Regions from separate parts of the Pan troglodytes genome. Here region 1 is linked to region 2. The links are chromatin contacts, called in public Hi-C maps. All regions are on one chromosome and are shown on one strand. Each heading gives the region's core, a stretch centred on a gene start, on an enhancer-like site or on the middle of the called end of the contact. The rest is flanking DNA. Distances are from core to core; before and after follow the strand shown. Region 1 holds the start of BRD2 (bromodomain containing 2). Region 2 holds the start of TAP2 (transporter 2, ATP binding cassette subfamily B member).

Region 1 (2,700 bases), core at 118-2,617, 130 kb before region 2:
ACATCCCCTTCCCACACGCGGCTCGCGGAAACGTACTTGTTGTGGGGAGTCACGTTTTGCAGCATCTTGACCGCAGGGAACCGGCGCTGCCCTCAGCCGCGGAAAGTCCGGGTGGCCTCGGTTCCCCTCACCGCCCGGTCCAGCATAACCCGCTAAGTTGGGGGGAGGCCGTTCCTCTTGGGCCTCCAGGCGACAAACCCCCTGCCTGGCCGGCACGAAAGCAGTCTCTTTGGGGCCTCTCGGAGAGCTCCGGGCAGCTTGGCGCGCTCTGCAGACGGCGGACAGCAAGAAAATGGCGGCGGCCTCAGCTGAGGCGGGCAACTAAGGAGGGACTGACTTCAAAAGACGGTCCCCGATCTCAGACACCGTCGTCAATATAGCCCGCTGTTGGTCTGCAGGGATTCCCTCTTCTTGTCGGGACCCTACGGGGCCGACGAGGTCCCGTTTCGATCTCGGATGGAGGCGGATGAACACGAAAAGTGGTTTAGGGAGCCGCCGCCTCCATCTTTGAAATCCTCTTGAGGGCGGAGTAGAGGGGGTGGACAGACTCCGAGGACTGGGCGGGGCCCGAAAAAGGGGAGCTCCAGGGGCTTCTATGGGGTCTGTACTGCCCGCTGGGACCAGTCATAGGCCGGGACGAAGGCCATTTCCAAGTGGATGGAGGTGGATTGTAATGGCGGCCCCGGACGACTCGAAGGCTCTGTATCGGTAGGCAGAATCCTCCAGCTCGTTCTAGAGGCTGCTCCACTCCAGCACGAAATGGCGCCGCCGAGCCCCGCGCCAGCCCTTTATATATAGGCGGGGAGGAGGAGCTTCGCCGCTCATGCGCGCCACCCTGCTTGAGATTTTCCCCACCCCCTCCGCGCGCGCGCGCTCGCTCACGCGGGTGAAGAAGCTGAGTCGAAGGGGAAGGAACACCTCTCCGCGGGAGCTTTTTCTATTGGCCAGCCGCAACGATGACGTCATAAACTTCATTTCCAAGGTGTCAGTCACCAGGCAGAAGAGTGCCGCAGAGACCCACAGGGAAGTGGCAACCCGCCACATCTCCAAGCCAATTGGCTGAGCTGTGGTCCGCCGACTCCAGGGAAAGAGGGTGGTTGGAAGAGGTGCGGAAGCCATCGCCCCAGAGCCTCCAGCACTCTGTCCCCGCCTCCCCTTCCAACAAAGTCTTCCCAAGCTTCCATGCACAGCCCAACTGGAGACTGCCAAGCTCGAGCAGGTCGTGCCATTCGTAGCTCCTCCATTGGCCAGAGCAGGGAAACGGGAGGGGTCGCGTGGGCGTAGCCTGCCTGAGCCCGCCAGGGGTGTGGCCGCAAGACGCCCGGCGGGTGGTGGTTCTCGGCGGTAAGGCAGCAGCAGCGAAGAATCTGAAACGAGGAAAAAGACGCCATCTTAGAAGCCGCGGCCTGCTCCTCTATGGCGAACAGCTACGGGCTTCAGAACGGCGATGAGGGGATCTAACGTTCCCATGCCCCACAGTCTAAAACACAGTCTTGCCAGAGTCTTATAATACTCCACTCCCTCCCTCAAGCCAAACGATGGAAAGACGAGCAAAACATTATTTACTACTGTTTAGTCCCAAAGACCACAAAAGCTAAAATACGTCTCCCAAATTTGCACGTCCAAGCACCTTTCTAATCCCTCCCCACTCACACCTACAGTTACCAATACATTTCTGCTCGTTCGAAAAAACCTCAGCAACCCTAAAGTGGGATTAAAATCCCCAAACGCATCCATCTACCCTATACAATGCAACACACCTCACCTCTTCCTCAAAACTCCATTCCGGCGTCCGGCTCAGAGCAGAAAAAGCAAGTCCTGGGAGGGATGACTTAAGGGAAAAACCCTCCCCCTCCAGGCGAGCTCGGACCTTTCCCCCCACACGCCACATTACCCCCAAGGGCAGACCCGTATCCGCCTCTTAGGGGCCCTCCGCCACGGGGGCGAAAGAACCCCCCCGCCCCCCCACCAGGGTCCGGAGTCCTCCCCACGGAGCGGCTGGTCCATCGGTCAGCGCCAGGGAGGAGGGCGAGCGGAGGAGGCGGCGGCTGCGGCTCAGACTAGCCCTCCCCCTCCTCCCCTCCTCCCCTCCCCCCGGCCGTCCGCCTCCGAGGAGGGGCAGGAGCCATTTTGGGAGCTCAGTTTCGCCCCCTCCCCCCAACTTACTCTTAAGTCTTCCTCCTAACTTGGTTATCTAAATAAGGGTGCAGACTCTGTGAATCAACCAGAGCCCAGAGATCAGGATCTCCAGAGCATCTCTGGGGCCGTCCCCGCCCCCTTACAAGAGAGTGAAAGGATTTCCCCCACCCGAGAAAACCTGGGCTTTGGTGGGGCGTCCCCTCCCCCGTTTCCCCTTTCTTCGCTACCAGGGAGAAAACAAACTTGTGTACGTATCTGGGAAAAATAATCAACGTAGGTAAACAAATAAATATACGGTAAGATTCCCCCTCGCCCGGGAAGGGCTCGTAAGGGCCTAGGTCCTTGAGCTGCAACCACGCCACCCTCCCTCCTCTGCAGTAGCCTCGGTTACTGCGTCTAAAATGGCCGCCAATCTCCTGTCTTCTGACCCCCGGAGTAGGGCAAACCCCGGGAGGGCGGGGGAAAATGAGCGTCAGGAGAGCAGAGTCCCCTTCCCCCAGCCAGGGATCAGGCCCTGGCCCCCAAAAGTACAAGCGGCCCCGTTTGGGTGGCTGCAGCAGG
Region 2 (2,700 bases), core at 67-2,566:
GAGATTTTCGGAACCATGCTGGAACTATGGACCATGTCACTTTCCAGAAAATAAAGGAAACAAATGCTTGAAAGTAGGAGCACGAGCTTGAGCATGGAGCTTTTTTCATTAGAGAGAGATTCTTAAAATGCCAGAATGAATAGAGTTGTAAAAACTTTAGCGAGCCCCTACTTAAAATCCCTCCTCCCCACCACCACTATTTTAAACTTTAAGTGACTCCTTGGTAGTCACACAGATAACATTTCAAAATGGTGATCTGGAATCCAAGCGACCCTTCCTTTGGGGAATTTGTTTGTTTGTTTGTTTTTAGTTTGGGAGGTGGTTTCAATCTGAAGAGTCCTTTCTGGAATAAACGAATCTTTCTGTTGCATAGGTAGGCTCTGGGTCAGGAAGGATATTTAAAAACCTAATTACTGTTCTAAACAGTGTTAAAATAGAACAAGAACCAAAGCCCAGTACCGGGCATTTCCCTCATAGGCTGAAGGTGCGCCCAACATAATTTGAAGTACAGACTCAGAGGCACCTGAACACGCGCCAGCTCAAGGTGCTCCGGCTGAGAAGGACGGATGAAGATGAACGCTCAGGGCCTACTAAATTCAAAGTCTGTACGTGAAAATCCCCTTTGGCCTGGTGAGATTGGTTGGAACCTTCTATTTAGGAGAGCCCGGCATATTTTTTGCTCGCCTAAAACTGGAGCTTGCATGGAAGAGGGCACTTTTTTTTTATAGACGAAGTCTCGCTCTTGTCGCCCAGGCTGGAGTGCAATGACCCGATCTCGGCTCACTGAAACCTCTGCCTCCTGAGTTCAAGCGATTCTCCTGCCTCAGCCTTCCGAGTAGCTGGGATTACAGGCGTCCGCCACCACGCCCTGGCTAATTTTTGTATTTTTAGTAGAGACAGGGGTTCACCATGTTGGCCAGGCTGGTCTCGAACTCCTGACCTCAGGCGATCCGCCCGCCTCGGCCGCCCAAAGTGCTGTGATTACAGGCGTGAGCCACCGCGCCGGACCAGAAAGAGGGCACTTCTTAATAGTAGGCTCAGAGCTTGAAGTAGTAACTTTGAGAAAATTCAGTGATTCTCCAATTACAAAGCATTCTCCAATTACAAAGCAAGGACAACAGATAAAGTTGCCCTTGAGACAACTGTATTTTACTTAATGATAAAGAAACATTTTTGCAGTTTTATATCCCAGAGTAACCGCCACTAAAGGCGAGTGAGACTCATTGCAGGCCTGTGCCGTGCGAACCAGAGTTCGGGCTCCAGTTCCGCTGTCTGCGGGTCTCGCGCGCCCCCTCCCGGCGGCCCAGCCCAGAATGAAGGCCTTGGCTGGGGAAGCGAAAGCGAAAGCTGCCCGAGCCCTGACGCCAGCCCTGGCCGAGCGTAGCTGGCGGACCAGAGCCGGTAGCGAGGTTGGGAGAGACGGAGCGGACCTCAGCGCTGAAGCAGAAGCCCCTGGAGCTGCAGTCTCCCCGCCGCGGCTGGTGAGTTGGTGCGGAGGGGAACCTGGAGCGCCAACAGGAACGCAGCCCAAGTGACTACCCACTCCACGCTCCTGCTTCCCAGTCCCTCTGCACCCGGCGATACGAGGGAGCGGAGCCCGGACCACTTAGCTCGCCGCGGCAGGCGGGGGTGGGGGTGGGGGTCCGGGGATTTTTTTTTTTTTTTTTTTTTTTTAAAGCACGAGGCTCCTGATGGTCATGCTTCCAGCTCCCCAGAAGGCCGAAAGCTGTCTGTCGTAGGAGGGGTGTACGGATGAGCACCGGTTACTCAGGAGAGCTCTCAGGGTTGAATAGGATAAAATGAGAAGCCGATGGACGGGTTAGGCGGAGCCGGGCGGGTAGGAGGGCAGGGACAAGGATTGGGACTCCACCCCCATGATTTCTCATCTCGTATCCGTTGACAGAGCCATGCAGCTCCCTGACCTGAGACCCTGGACCTCCCTGCTGCTGGTGGACGCGGCTTTACTGTGGCTGCTTCAGGGCCCTCTGGGGACTTTGCTTCCTCAAGGGCTGCCAGGACTGTGGCTGGAGGGGACCCTGCGGCTGGGAGGGCTGTGGGGGCTGCTAAAGCTAAGAGGGCTGCTGGGATTTGTGGGGACACTGCTGCTCCCGCTCTGTCTGGCCACCCCCCTGACTGTCTCCCTGAGAGCCCTGGTCGCGGGGGCCTCACGTGCTCCCCCAGCCAGAGTCGCTTCAGCCCCTTGGAGCTGGCTGCTGGTGGGGTATGGGGCTGCGGGGCTCAGCTGGTCACTGTGGGCTGTTCTGAGCCCTCCTGGAGCCCAGGAGAAGGAGCAGGACCAGGTGAACAACAAAGTCTTGATGTGGAGGCTGCTGAAGCTCTCCAGGCCGGACCTGCCTCTCCTCGTTGCCGCCTTCTTCTTCCTTGTCCTTGCTGTTTTGGGTGAGTCAGGAGAGGACGTTGTGAGTTGGAGGTGGTAAAAGGGCCTGGGCACCAGCACATTCTTGTGTTATTTTTCATGCCTTTTTCAGGTGAGACATTAATCCCTCACTATTCTGGTCGTGTGATTGACATCCTGGGAGGTGATTTTGACCCCCATGCCTTTGCCAGTGCCATCTTCTTCATGTGCCTCTTCTCCTTTGGCAGGTAGGTGATGGGCAGCTGGGTCCATTTGCTAGCCCCAAATCTTTATAGGGGTCTTCACTTCCCTAACTCCATTTCTAGGCCCTTTCAGGCACAAAA

The links. Hi-C and Micro-C count contacts between places; a contact is called where the count stands out from the background.
Region 1: a Hi-C map of stem cell-derived neural progenitor cells shows a contact between it and region 2, with 1.8 times the contacts expected there. The contact joins the promoter of BRD2 here to the promoter of TAP2 in region 2. A contact is called at or near these places in 1 of 7 Hi-C or Micro-C datasets (stem cell-derived neural progenitor cells) and 1 of 1 datasets of contacts at active chromatin or transcription factors (stem cell-derived excitatory neurons).

Annotation. Positions count from the first base shown.
Region 1 is chr5:38,851,244-38,853,943 of NHGRI_mPanTro3-v2.0_pri, reverse strand. It overlaps BRD2 (bromodomain containing 2), which reads right to left and starts at 1,367. Exons shown (of 13, transcript XM_063812858.1): 1 at 37-1,367. LOC129144363 reads right to left here. Exons shown (of 3, transcript XM_063813264.1): 3 at 718-1,367. The coding sequence ends at 733.
Region 2 is chr5:38,720,465-38,723,164 of NHGRI_mPanTro3-v2.0_pri, reverse strand. It overlaps TAP2 (transporter 2, ATP binding cassette subfamily B member), which reads left to right and starts at 1,316. Exons shown (of 12, transcript XM_009450990.5): 1 at 1,316-1,481; 2 at 1,904-2,400; 3 at 2,490-2,604. The coding sequence starts at 1,908.